2 separate regions of the Mus musculus genome follow, and region 2 is linked to region 1. Evidence: chromatin contacts called from public HiChIP or PLAC-seq data. All regions are on one chromosome and are shown on one strand. The core of a region is the stretch at or near the end of the contact, and the rest is flanking DNA. Distances in the headings are between cores, read along the strand shown.

What was found. HiChIP or PLAC-seq counts read pairs in DNA pulled down with a chosen protein or histone mark.
Region 2: an H3K27ac HiChIP or PLAC-seq map of embryonic fibroblasts shows a contact between it and region 1, with 38 read pairs. The contact joins the promoter of Fpgt here to the promoter of Tnni3k in region 1. A contact is called at or near these places in 3 of 39 promoter capture datasets (the 3T3-L1 cell line, cranial neural crest and macrophages), 1 of 15 datasets of contacts at CTCF or cohesin (the NIH/3T3 cell line), 3 of 484 Hi-C or Micro-C datasets (cardiomyocytes, embryonic fibroblasts and embryonic stem cells), 4 of 115 datasets of contacts at active chromatin or transcription factors (bone marrow-derived macrophages, embryonic fibroblasts, embryonic stem cells and 1 more) and 2 of 9 other capture datasets (adipose tissue and pancreatic islet).

What each region holds. Positions count from the first base shown.
Region 1 is chr3:155,051,415-155,057,626 of GRCm38.p6, reverse strand. It overlaps Tnni3k (TNNI3 interacting kinase), which reads left to right and starts at 2,220. Exons shown (of 25, transcript NM_177066.5): 1 at 2,220-2,360; 2 at 2,971-3,079. The coding sequence starts at 2,321.
Region 2 is chr3:155,090,763-155,096,974 of GRCm38.p6, reverse strand. It overlaps Fpgt (fucose-1-phosphate guanylyltransferase), which reads left to right and starts at 3,597. Exons shown (of 4, transcript NM_029330.2): 1 at 3,597-3,676; 2 at 5,417-5,584. The coding sequence starts at 3,619. Lrriq3 (leucine-rich repeats and IQ motif containing 3) reads right to left here and starts at 3,541. Exons shown (of 8, transcript NM_028938.2): 1 at 3,305-3,541.

The DNA.
Region 1 (6,212 bases), core at 971-3,470:
CACAAATAATTCAGTCAATAAAATGGGCAAAGAAATTTTGAACCAATAGTTCTCAAAAGAGCTAGACAATAAATAATATGGAGACTGTCCAACATCCTTAGCAATCAGAATGCAAACAAGACTAACACCCAGATTCCATTTCACACGAGCCAGAATGGCGAGCATCAAGATGATACCAACAAAGGCTGATTTCAAGGAAAAGGTAATACTTCGCTGATGTGGGTGAGGACCTCTTTCACCTATTACTACTGGATATTTATCTCAAAGACTCAACGCAGTCAATGACAGAGGATCTGCACACCCATTTTTATGGTGACACTATGCATAAGGGCCAAGCTACAGGACCTGCCTAACTCTGCCCGGGCAGGTGCATGAATAGAGAAAAGTGCCTTATGTGTGAATGGTGGAGTTTTCCCAAGGATAAATAACAAAGTTGTGTCTTTTGCAGAAAAGTAGATTTACCTGGAGAAAATCATATTAAAAACTTAATTCATTTTGAGAAATAGAGTAATGGGGGAAGTGACTAAAATGTAAGACATATTTACCTGAAAACTCAAATTCTTATGAAACAGATGCTTACACGTCTATATTTATTGACATTATACTGAGCCCTGTCCTTTTGTGCAATAAATATGTATTACTAAGAGTTAATAAAATAATAAAACAAGTATCTAAGAAAAGAGCCACTATTTCTGATAACTACTAACATTATCATTTCCTGTACACTAATGTACTAACTCCCAAATTGTAATACAAATCACATGCATGCATGTTATAGCTCCCTGGAGGATCATTCCTGAGGAAGTATGTGGTTTAAGACTGAGAAATACTAATGAAGTCAGTTTCCTGGGCTGGTGAATCAGAGAACAGCTTGTCTGAGGGAAGCTAGGCTCTCAAAACAGAGAGAATTGGGGTTTCACCATGCTTAGAACAAGCTGCATGGGGGTCACACAGTACTGGGAACTAGCTGGCAAAATCAACAGTGTCTAGCTTTCAAAGGAGAAAACTGAAGAACTACAGATCAAAGTGACCAGAGGACCCTGCACTATATAAACTCTACATATCCCTGACAGGCCTTAATGACAAGAAGAGAGTCCAAACCACCAAGAGTAGACACAAGTACAAAGCCAGGTACTGAGTTCGACTTATTTTATCAGTAGGGCAGCCCTTCCCTGGGGACCTTTCCTTTAGCTTGCTAAGGCAGGGCATGAGGATTCCTTAACTCATCTAAGCATTTGTTTAAGAAGAGCCATTTGAATATTTGATCATAGTAAATGTGAATCCAACACCTCCTACGTTAAAGCTAAGTGTGACTTTCAAGATTGGAATTTACAGCTCTCATACACAGTAAGATCACCTAGAAGAAATATATAGAAAATAACCAATAAGTTTCCTATGTTATTTCCATTTTTTTTCCATCCCACACTGGGTTCATTTATTTCAGTGCAAATGTGCGTGGAAAAAAAGCAACAGTGTGAAGTAAATGGAAGGTGTGTGGAATAACTCAGGACACAGCACATCAGAAATAACGGCAGTCTTAGACGTCAGTGTCGAATGGTTCAGGATCAACTTTGGGCTCCACTCCCTGTTTGGAACTGACATAAAAAAATTCATAATTCTGCTTATTGCCCAGAAATGTGTAAGAAAGCAATGTTGAAATGTTTTTCTGATCACTGTTGTTCTTATGATAAATTGGTATTTATAAAGCACTATGTCTTTTTTCTTGTCTGTGACTTAGGTAGGAATAATCAACTGCAATGGTCATGGTGTGTGTGTGTGTGTGTGTGTGTGTGTGTGTGTGTGTGTGTGTGTGTGTGTGTGAACCCTAGTCCCTGCAGATACACATGCAGGTCTCAACCCAGTGCTGATTGATAGGAATTTCTGTTTCTTCACATGGACAACTTCCACTGTTTCACCGGTGCCAAAGATGCCAAACACTGGCTGGCTGGCTGGAGTCTCTTTCAGTGGAGCTCAGAATCACCAGTCACTTTCCATGTTCACTCATTGAGGAACTGGCCTACCCAGAGGGCATGTGTGGATGAACAAGCAATCCACTGATGGAAGCCAATAGCACAACTGAAATGCTTGCTGTTTACCTTTCACACAGCTCCCTTAAAACAAACCCAGCCACTACACGATCAGCTCACCTTTGAAGGCACACTCTGCCTTGCTCTCTGACGTCCTTGCATGACATTCCATTCAGCACTTGGCTTATTTTTAGAAAGACTATCAACATATTTTCAACTGGTCTGTTTCAGCGCTAGAACTTGGAATCTTATATCGTGAAGGGCAGCACAGGAGGAAAGCAGACTTCTTTAAAATGGGGAATTACAAATCCAGACCGACACAGACTTGTTCTGGTAAGCCTTCTGATTTCCACCATGTTCTGCTAACATTTCTCGCTTTCTTACATGCAACACAACTCACTCCTAAGAGTGGATGTGTTTCAAATCACTGAGATGTGTGCCGATCTGAATGCAGAGAATATTAAGTGTTGAGTTTATTTGAACTTACTCCTTTTCCCTGAAACAGTTCTAAAGGAAAACAGAGAACTTCTTGTTAAAAAATATTGGTTTAGTCCTTTCGTATAATATGATAGAAAGTTTGAAGAACTATTGAGTATAGAAATTTTAGAATTATATCTTAAGTATCTAGTATTTAAAAGCAAAAGATACTGTCTAGCAATGAGATTGCTGCAATTAAAATGCAATAAAATCAATAAGATAAGTCAAATATACTCTTTTATGTAAATATATTGTACAATATCAAATGGGTTCTTAATTACTACAATCCCAAAGTGATTGCATTACAAACATAAACATCTGCATTAAACCCACAATCAGTCATTTAAATTAAGTATTGTAGAATTGAGAATAAAAAACAGGGTTTTGATTACTTGTATGCTATGATCTCTGTCTACATTTTGCAAAATGCAATTATGAATCAATCCTATTTGTTTTTCTTTTCCAGATGAATGGAAGAAGAAAGTTAGTGAATCTTATGCTATTATAATAGAAAGGCTGGAAGATGACCTGCAGATCAAAGAAAATGAATTTCAAGAACTAAGACACATCTTTGGGTAAAGTCAGAGTTTTTACTTTTTAAAATACATGTCTCCATATTTTGTTTTTAGGTATGATGTGCGTGCAAGCATAAAGCCTTAGCAATAAATAGGCTAAGTCTTGGGTATAACCAGACTAAACTTTAGAGTGCCAAGTTATCTGTTCATAAGAATTCATGTGGCTCCCAAAATGGAAAGATCACACCTCCCTCACTAAACTATAACCTAAATTCTGTCCTCACAAAAGTTGAGGGAGAAGAGCTTGGAGAATAGGCAATTGGGCACAAGCTGTCACTATTCCAAGTAACCTACTCTGGAATTAATCACTAAATTATTTATTCCGTGCCACTAACAAACAGTATTGCTTATTTGCCAGGTTTGCTGATGCTAGACCTGAGTCTCCTTGAGGAATAAGAGAAGTTTTACCAACCCCCTGTAGATATTGGAGGCCTTCTCCAGGAAGGCTGAGTATAATTCCTTTGCTCAGGGCCTGAATATAATTCCCTTGCTCTGTATACATTGAAGGCTGTCTTACAGTGGGACAGAAAATTATTTTACCCTCATTTTTGTAATATGTGTGATATCCGCTTCTGCTTTATTATACAAAGAACAACAACAATAACAAAACAACAACAAAAACATCCTGGACTGGGACAGCATCACAACCCTGTAAGGCACACAATGTTTAGACAAGAGGGGCAGGAACCCAATTTGTACCAAAAACCTCCTAGAGAATTTGAATCTGATGCTGAGAAACTAGGTATGTTTCAATGCAACAAGCTTTCCAACTGTCTTAGCTTTACCAGTGTTACCATGAAACTTCACATCCAAGGCATCTTGTGGAGGGAAGGGCTTATCTCACTCATGGTTACATATCACATTTCATCATTAAAAGCAGTGAGAGCAGGAACTCAAGTAGGGTTAGGAACCTGGAGGCAGGAGCTGGTGCAGACTAGGGTGGGTTGCTGGTTACAGGCTTGCTCAGCCTGCTTTCTTATACAACCCAGGACCACCTTCTCAATGGTAGCAGTATCCAAAATGACCTGGGCCCTCCTCCCATAAATCTCTCATTAAGAAAAAATGTCATACAGCAGTAGTTCTCAACCTGTACGTTGCAATTCCTTTGGAGATGGAGCTATTCTTTCAGAGTCAACCTAAGACTATTGCAAAACACAGACATTTACATTATGATTCATAACAGGTGCAAAATTGCAGTTATGAAATAGCATGAAAATGGTTTTATGGTTTGGGGTCACCATAACATACAGAGCTGTATTAAAGGGACTCAGCATTATGAAAGTTGAAAACCATTGCCTCACAGGCTTGTCCACAGCACACTCTTACTGAGGCATTTTCTCAACTGAGGCTCCCTCCTCTCCAGTGACTCTAGCTTGTATCAAGTCCACATAAAACCAGTCAGCACACCAGCCAAGAAGTTAGACATTGGCCAGTTGTCCATGTCTGTTTCAGCTCTCATTAACATAGTGAACTCCTAACATAAAACATCCTGGATTTTACATAGGAAAAAAGGGAGTTTAGACATACCCAAATGCCATGTTCCTCAAAAGTAAGTGCACAAATATAACATGCCTGGAAAACAGTCACCAATTGCCCTTAGTTCATCGGAACTTCACCAACAGAACAACAGGGTTTCTAAGGTCTCCACAAACAGGCTGGGATAAGAGGGCACTGGGGGGAGGGGGGGCATCACTGACCACACAGTACTACATTATATTCAGGTGCGAGGAAGCATCTGAAATTCTCTCACTGTGTGACAGGCAATTTGCATTAGCAATTTCATATCCATCTTTTGTTTCATCGGAGAAGGAAGATGGTAAAAGAACTTGGTCAGTCATAAGTCATTCACTTCTATGGATTCCAATATGTGTACTAACTAAAATGGGATAAAATTGGAAAAATCTTTCACCTTTATGAACTCTAAGAAATCATTTAATTTAGTTGAGTAACTATTTTGATTATGGTAAGGCTAGCCTGCAAAAATAATGTGTATCCTGTTTTACTTAACAAATGGACTTGATTTTTCTCATACTGTATCAATAACCAGCTATTTTTACCACTCCTGTTGTAGATGCTTTAAATAAACAACAACAACAAAAACTTTTCCACTAAGTGATATAAATGTGATCTTTTGACTAATTAGTACTAGACATGAGACACAGGGGCAAGTGTATTGCCTCATATATTACATAATGACAACTTCACCCTAGTTTTGTGGTAGATGTTATTAATTTTGGTGAATAGTAACTGAGTAACAAGACATTGTATCCTGTGAGATCCCATGTAGAGCAAATGCTGGAAGGTGACTGCCAAGATTTGCCTGACTCACAGACAGAGAGAGCTACCTCTAGGACTGCTAATATCCAGTGTGTTTCAGGGAGAATCTCACTTACATGAGTAACTTTGGCAGAATATAGACACTTTATGTTTGCTAACTTGGAGGAAAAAAAGAAAACCAGATGATTTTTAATGATTAAAAATGAGGTTTAGAGGCAGCCAGTGTGATGACTCAGCAAGTAGAGGTGAATGGTTCCAAGCTTGAAGACCAGAGTTCAAGCCAAAGACCCAGATAATGGGAGAAGAAAACCAACTCTTAGTGTTTTCTATGACCTCCAGAATCACAAAGTAGTATGTGCACACCTACATAAGCATGTACGAGCACCCACCCACACACACACACACACACACACACACACACACACACATACACATGAATGCATAAATAGTAAATAAATGTAATCTTTAAGAGTAAGATTTAGGTATTGATTATTCACTAATTTTGAAAAGTATTTGAGATAAAAATCCATATTTAATTAAAGGAATCTAGCAGAAACAGATAAAAAGCCATGGGAAGTCTAGGAGAAATAAATAGAGAAAGTGACTTAATTAATTGCCTAAGCTGGATAAGGAATTATCTCAGCAGAAGGCTTTTGGAGCTATCTACACATGGCTAATGTAGATTTCCATGCAGTTTGCATGTCCTAGATATGTTTCTTGATCTGACTGAGCTTCATTTGAAATGAGGTAAATGTAATTACCCCCACAGTATAGTCGGAAAGTGATGAAAATTAAATACTAGGTAGAGGATCCAGTGCATCATGTGTGTGGAATCATTGTGACTGATGTGTTACAT
Region 2 (6,212 bases), core at 2,348-4,847, 38 kb before region 1:
CTATATAGGTCATGGGTACTAGAGTAAAACCTAATATTACTAGTCTGCTAAATAAATATAGCAATAAAATGACTCAGAATGATGTATTACTATACCCATAGAAGAGTGCTTCATTCAACCCTCATTAGACAAGCTTCCTCTTGCATTAGATGATAACTAATACAGAGACCTAAAGGTAGACATGTAGCATGTGAGACACTTTGGAACACTCAGCCATAACTAGCATATCTTTATCACATCTCTCCTGCAAAGGGTGTTTTCTGTTGTTTTAGGTCAACAGAAGAATTTAGAGGTATAGTCTTCTTATAATGATTCAATTTCAAAGTTCTCCATTATTAAATTAGTATTATGAAGTAATATGTATTTGTTATAGTGAAGAGCCCAGCAGAGATCTACAGGTTACTACCAAAGTGAATATCTCACAACAAAGCCCACACTTGTCATTGCATATTATGTGGTCTTCACTCACTATGGATAAACATCAAGGACCCTACTTTTGGATCATATATATGCTTTATCTTGTCATGGACTGCTTGTCTTTAAAAACACTATTTTGTGTTTCCATCAGCAACAAGCTGAAAAATTATTCCTTTACATTCTTACTAGTATTTGGTGTATTGGTATTTTAAATCATGGCCAGTCTGGTAGCTATATAGGGGTACCTGAATTTTTGAATTTGAAATTCCTACATATATCTGATGCTGTGTTTTGGTTTGCCATCTGAGTATGTCCTCCAATGAGGTACTTCCTTTTTTAGCTTTTTTGATCATTTTTTGGTTGGCTGTTTGCTTACTGTTGAGTTTGAGTGCCTTGTATTATTTTGGATACCAGTGTTTCACCAACTATGTTTTGCAATGCTTTCTCCAAGGCAGCCACATTACTGGTTATTTTCTTAATTCCCCTTTTTAATCCAATACACAAAATCATATTTTTACAAACATGGTTCATACAATCAACATCCATCCTTATTAACAGCATCAAGATTCCATCCCTCTAATTAAAAGTGACATGCTTCACTGCATCGTGTATAAATAATATATATAGAGAGATGTGTAGTTTTATACAGCCACATCACTGTACATGAAGCTCTTATCTGAAATTATTCATCATTCTGATTATTCCATCTCATTTACTTTAACTTTTAGACAATATACATATTCAAAGAGTTTTATCTCTCTTCTTTTGTTAAAGTTCATTGGGTCTATTGTATGCTGCCAATATCCTCATGAGTGGGGCCATCTACTAAAGCATGGTTGACCTACCAGAGAGGCCACAGCCTTAAAGAAAATTGATTCAGCCTTTCCAAGCAGCTATGAATGGTCCATAGCCCCTCAGGTAGAAACAGGACTTATATAAGCTTTAACGACTGACCTGGTAAAATGCACTTACTGGTATACTAGTGAGAAGAATTTCATGAGGGGTAACCAACAACTTTCTGATTTAAGAATTTAAGTCACCCTCCATAAATAGAGCCCATATCTAACACCGCTATTAGAATCACAAATGTGTGGCCAGACAGGTAGGTCATGAAGTTCTACTGGAGAACCTACTACTACTATTAATCTACCGAACAGACATAGCATATTAAACTAACTCCCAATTATCTATAGCTACACCCATAGTTTAGTGCATCTCTCAACCCTCATCAGAAAGGTTTCTTTCTTTCTTTCTTTCTTTCTTTCTTCTTTTTGCAATATATGGCAACTAACACAGAGACTAATAACTGGTCAATGTGTAGAGAGTACAACTAAGCAGTGCTCAATTTCTGAAAGGTACACACACACACACACACACACACACACACACACACACACACAGTGTAGGGATCACTGTCAAAGGGAGGGAGAAAGAGGGTAAGTGCCGGAGGAGGTGGACACTGTTTTCTGGACATAGCAGGCAGCTGCACTCATGAACTCACAGCAGCTGTAACAGCACCCAAGGCCTGCACTAGCTCAAGACAGCACATTTCAGCATGGAATGGAAAGGTGGGTGTGAAGTACTATATGAGAAATTTAAATTTGGTTAATTTGTTTTCCACTTATAAGAATGTTTGGTAGGTACTCAAATATGTAGGCCTTTTTGACCTGTATTATTCCCTTTGGACCTCAACCTCCTCCTGTAGTTGAAAATAAATTCCCTCTCCATTCTGACAACTCACAAAATTGTCTAGCCAGCCCTGTCTTGATCTCCAGAACCACATACATGATGCACAGACACACAACAATTTCTACTATATTTGCACTAGTTTATTCTACATATCCAATATTATTACAGGTCTTCTCTTATGACTTCACTATGCTTCCCCATACATACCTTTCCTCAGCTCATTTAAATGTCATGTCATCCACTTTCAGCATCTTTTAGTAATTTCTCTCACAATCCACACTTATTTATTGGACAGGTGTTGTTGGTTAAGTGTTTCTATAATCTAAGCAATTTCTCTCCATCTCCCATTATTATCTTTTAAATTTCCACCAAATCTTTCCTGTTTGTGTTACTTTAGTAGACTCCAAATAAAGCTCTGCTTATATTCTTGCCATACCCACCAACATACTTCAGTGTGTCTGTGCCCTTTAAACATAAGGCAGGTCACCAAAAACCTGGGATGACTCCAGTTCACTCAAGACTATAAATTACAAGCTCTGACTGCTATTGCTGTTATTATCTATCGGGCCTTTCTGTATTTTCTTAATTTCCTTCAGCCGGAGTGTATTGTGAAACAGTTATCTCCTCCCCACAAATGTGTCCACTTTAAATACAGAATTAAATGCTGAGGTCAAGGCTTTAAGTGAAAAACTAAGCTTACTCAGAAACTTAAAAGTTCATAGGGAGCTGCTATGCAGAATTCTGAGTTAGATTTTAAAGAAGAGAAGCTTCTCAAGTCAAATTGTAGTGGTAAGATTTCTGGGTTTCAGACTGAAATGGCTTCCTCAAATAGCGTTCCTCTCTATGTACTATGTGAAAGATTAAAGAGATCAACCTGTAGTACTCGATATAAACTTATGCACTCTACAAGAGAAACACATATAACCACTCTATGAAAGTGTATTAAGTAAGACTGGTTCTTTCCAATATCTGGCACCTTTGGTTGAATCTCCTTGAAGCAAGTGAACACAACAGAGTGTGCAGTGCTGGCTAAAGGCGCTAGTTCAGTACTGGGCCTGGGAAGTTGGACAACTGAAGGGTGCAGAGTAGTCTGGCCCACCAGAAAGCATCCCACAGAGCCGAGCCTCTCTCTGGTTCAGGGGCCTGGCCTCCCTGGGAGGCTTCTGACAGGAATAGGAGCTCCGTGCGGGCAGGTCACCTCAGCATCTGGGTGGTGGATCCACTAATGGTGGGTGGGTTGGTCTTCTCGGTCGCACCGCGGGTTGTCAGACACGGTAAGGCAGGAACCCAGAGCTCCGCACAACCCGACCCCGCTAGGTGCCCGCCCATCTGCCCCACAGATCGTTGCCCAGGAAACGCCGCTTGCGCACGCTCACGCCATCCTAGCTTTTCAAGTCTCAGGGCGCTTCCAGGGCCGCGGTGACGTGGAGAGCATGGAGGAGGCGGGGCGGGGCGGGGCGGGGCGGGGTTTGGAGTGCGCGTGCGTGCTAAGTGTGCTCCCGGAAGTCGGCCATGGCGTCTCTCCGCGAAGCCACCCTGCGGAAACTGCGCAGATTTTCTGAGCTGAGAGGTACCAAGGCGGAACTGAGTTCTCTGCCCCCCTGCACGGAGAGCGCCTTCCCAAGGACCCCGCGCAGCTTCCTGTCCGATACCCCTTCCTGTCCGCTCCGTCCTGGCCAGGCCAGCCAGACTTTTCCCTTTTTCCCTTTTCCTCCTCTCTGTGCGAGCCTAAACTTAGATGTCAGGAAGGAGCAGTAAGAGAATTACCAACGGGAAGTAACACTGGCTTAACTCAGTGGTAGAAGACCTTTTGCTTAGAGTCTGCAGTAGTCGTTACCTTGTTTCTTTTCTTTTCCCAAGCCCCGCTGCTTAACTCCACTTTATTCCAATGTAAACCCCAATACGGAGGCAATCATGGCTTTAAATTTGATAATGTAAGTTTGGGGTACAGCTGTCTGGTAAAATTGATATTTATGAGTGCCTAAAATGTACGGTCTTATATTTGGATACCAGAATGATTGGAACTATTAAATCCAAGCTAACATGTCTGTCTCTCTCCTCTCCTTCTCCCTCCCCTTCCCCCTCCTTTCCTACCTATTCCTCCTTCTTATCTCAGTCCCTCCCTCCCTCTTTATCTTTCCCCTCCCTCTCATTCTCTCTCAACTTGTTAAAAACCTTATTAATATTTTTGCTGATTAGAGGGTTCCACTGATTCTTGAAAGTGCAATTTGTCATTTAATGAGTTCATTGAGAAGTTTAGTCCTGGGGTTTGTGTTGTATTCTGATTGCTTATATAAAGTGTAGTTTGATCATCGTTAATAAAAATATTAGAAGCTAGGACTGGTGTCGCAAGTCTGTACTGTCATCTACTTGAGACGCTAAGGCAGTAGGAACGAGGTTCAAGACCTACCTGGATTGCACAGACAAATAGACGATGATAATTGATAGACAGATAGATAATAGGTAGATCGATCGGTCGTGTGGTAGATAGATAGAAAATAAATATGAGTTCAGAGCCAATCTGTCAAGTAGTGGAAGAGTCCATGATTCACTGAAGAATGAGTCACCAAAGAATGATGCCCCAGATTCCAACAGTATGTAAACACAAAGAGTATTTATTCTGCAGAAGTCCAGCCTTCTGGGTCTCCCATTGCCAAGATAGAGAGACCCTGAAGTGAACTCGCAGGACCAATTTCAAGCACATTAGAGGAGTTCTGGGTTAGGTAGGCTTTGCCTTCCTCTATCTCTAGTCAAGTGCATTAGTGAGAAGGGGGGAAGTATAGAATAGAACTTCAATCTGTAACTGAATGTGAACAATCACTTGCAATAGCTTACTACCTTTGAACTAGCCTGTCTCAACCCTGTCAAACGTAAGATACTAAATTAATTAAATAGATAAATGAAGGATTATGAACATAGCTCAGTGATAGAGCTGGCAAGCATAGGACTCTGTGGTTATTTCCCAGTACCACAAAAGAAAAGGAAAGAAAAAAATGATAAGCAACAATAACAAAAGACCACATTCCTAAACAAAAACCTGGAAGGAGTGGATCCTTGAGTTGAAATTTCTCAGCCAGCAACATTAAGGGCCCTGGTTCGCAAAACTTGCTTTTAGAGGGTAATGTTTGCTTGTTTGTTTTGTTGATTGGTTTGTTGGTTGGTTGGTTGGTTGATTGGCTGGTTGTATCCCCTTCTTAGTATGGAAGATGGTAATGATTATCCTTTGTTAGCCCCTGTTTTGAAATAGGCAAACTTGTAAGTGAGATGACTGATAGCATTAAAAGAAGGTTCCTTGCTATTTTTCCAATAGGCAAACCCGTGGCAGCTGGAGAATTCTGGGATGTGGTTGCAATAACAGCAGCTGATGAAAAGCAGGAGCTCGCTTACAAGCAACAGTTGTCCGAGAAGCTGAAGAAAAGGGAATTGCCTCTTGGAGTTCAATACCATGTTTTTCCAGATCCTGCTGGGACCAAAATTGGTACACATTTCATGGGGGTGCTTATAAAGGACTCTGGACAAAAATAATAATTGAAAAATAATTTTTCTTTGTTTATAGTTTATAAACTGTTTATCTGTACACATGGCCTTTAAAAACTTTAAGATCTGAAACTTAGCTTTTAAAATGATAAAAGTCCAAAAAGAGATTCTGAGCCCCTGTGACTTACAGAGAAACTAGTCCAGACCTTATTTTAAAGATTTTTTTTTTTTTTTTTTTTGCCTCAGTACAATTTACACTGGAATTTGCTGGAAGTTCTCTTAAGATCTTTTCCAACTGAGCAACTGAGTCATTTCATGAAGTAGTTTGGTGAAGAAAACAAATCAGGAAGCTGATGTATATATATACTTGGCCTCTTAGGACCAAGTTACGGGAAACAGACAAACAAGGACCAGTTACTTGAAGTATCGTAGAATATTTACTTAAACCCTGGAGAATTCAACTTTGTCATCATTGCAGATATATCAATTACGTGTCACCTTTGATTCCTTAAGGAGAGAAGTGCAAAGGATTTCTTCTACTTTTGTATTGTTATTCATTAAAAGAAGGCCAACATTCATCTCTCATTTACTTATTTACTTGCAGTGTTTAGACTGTAAATAGTATGATT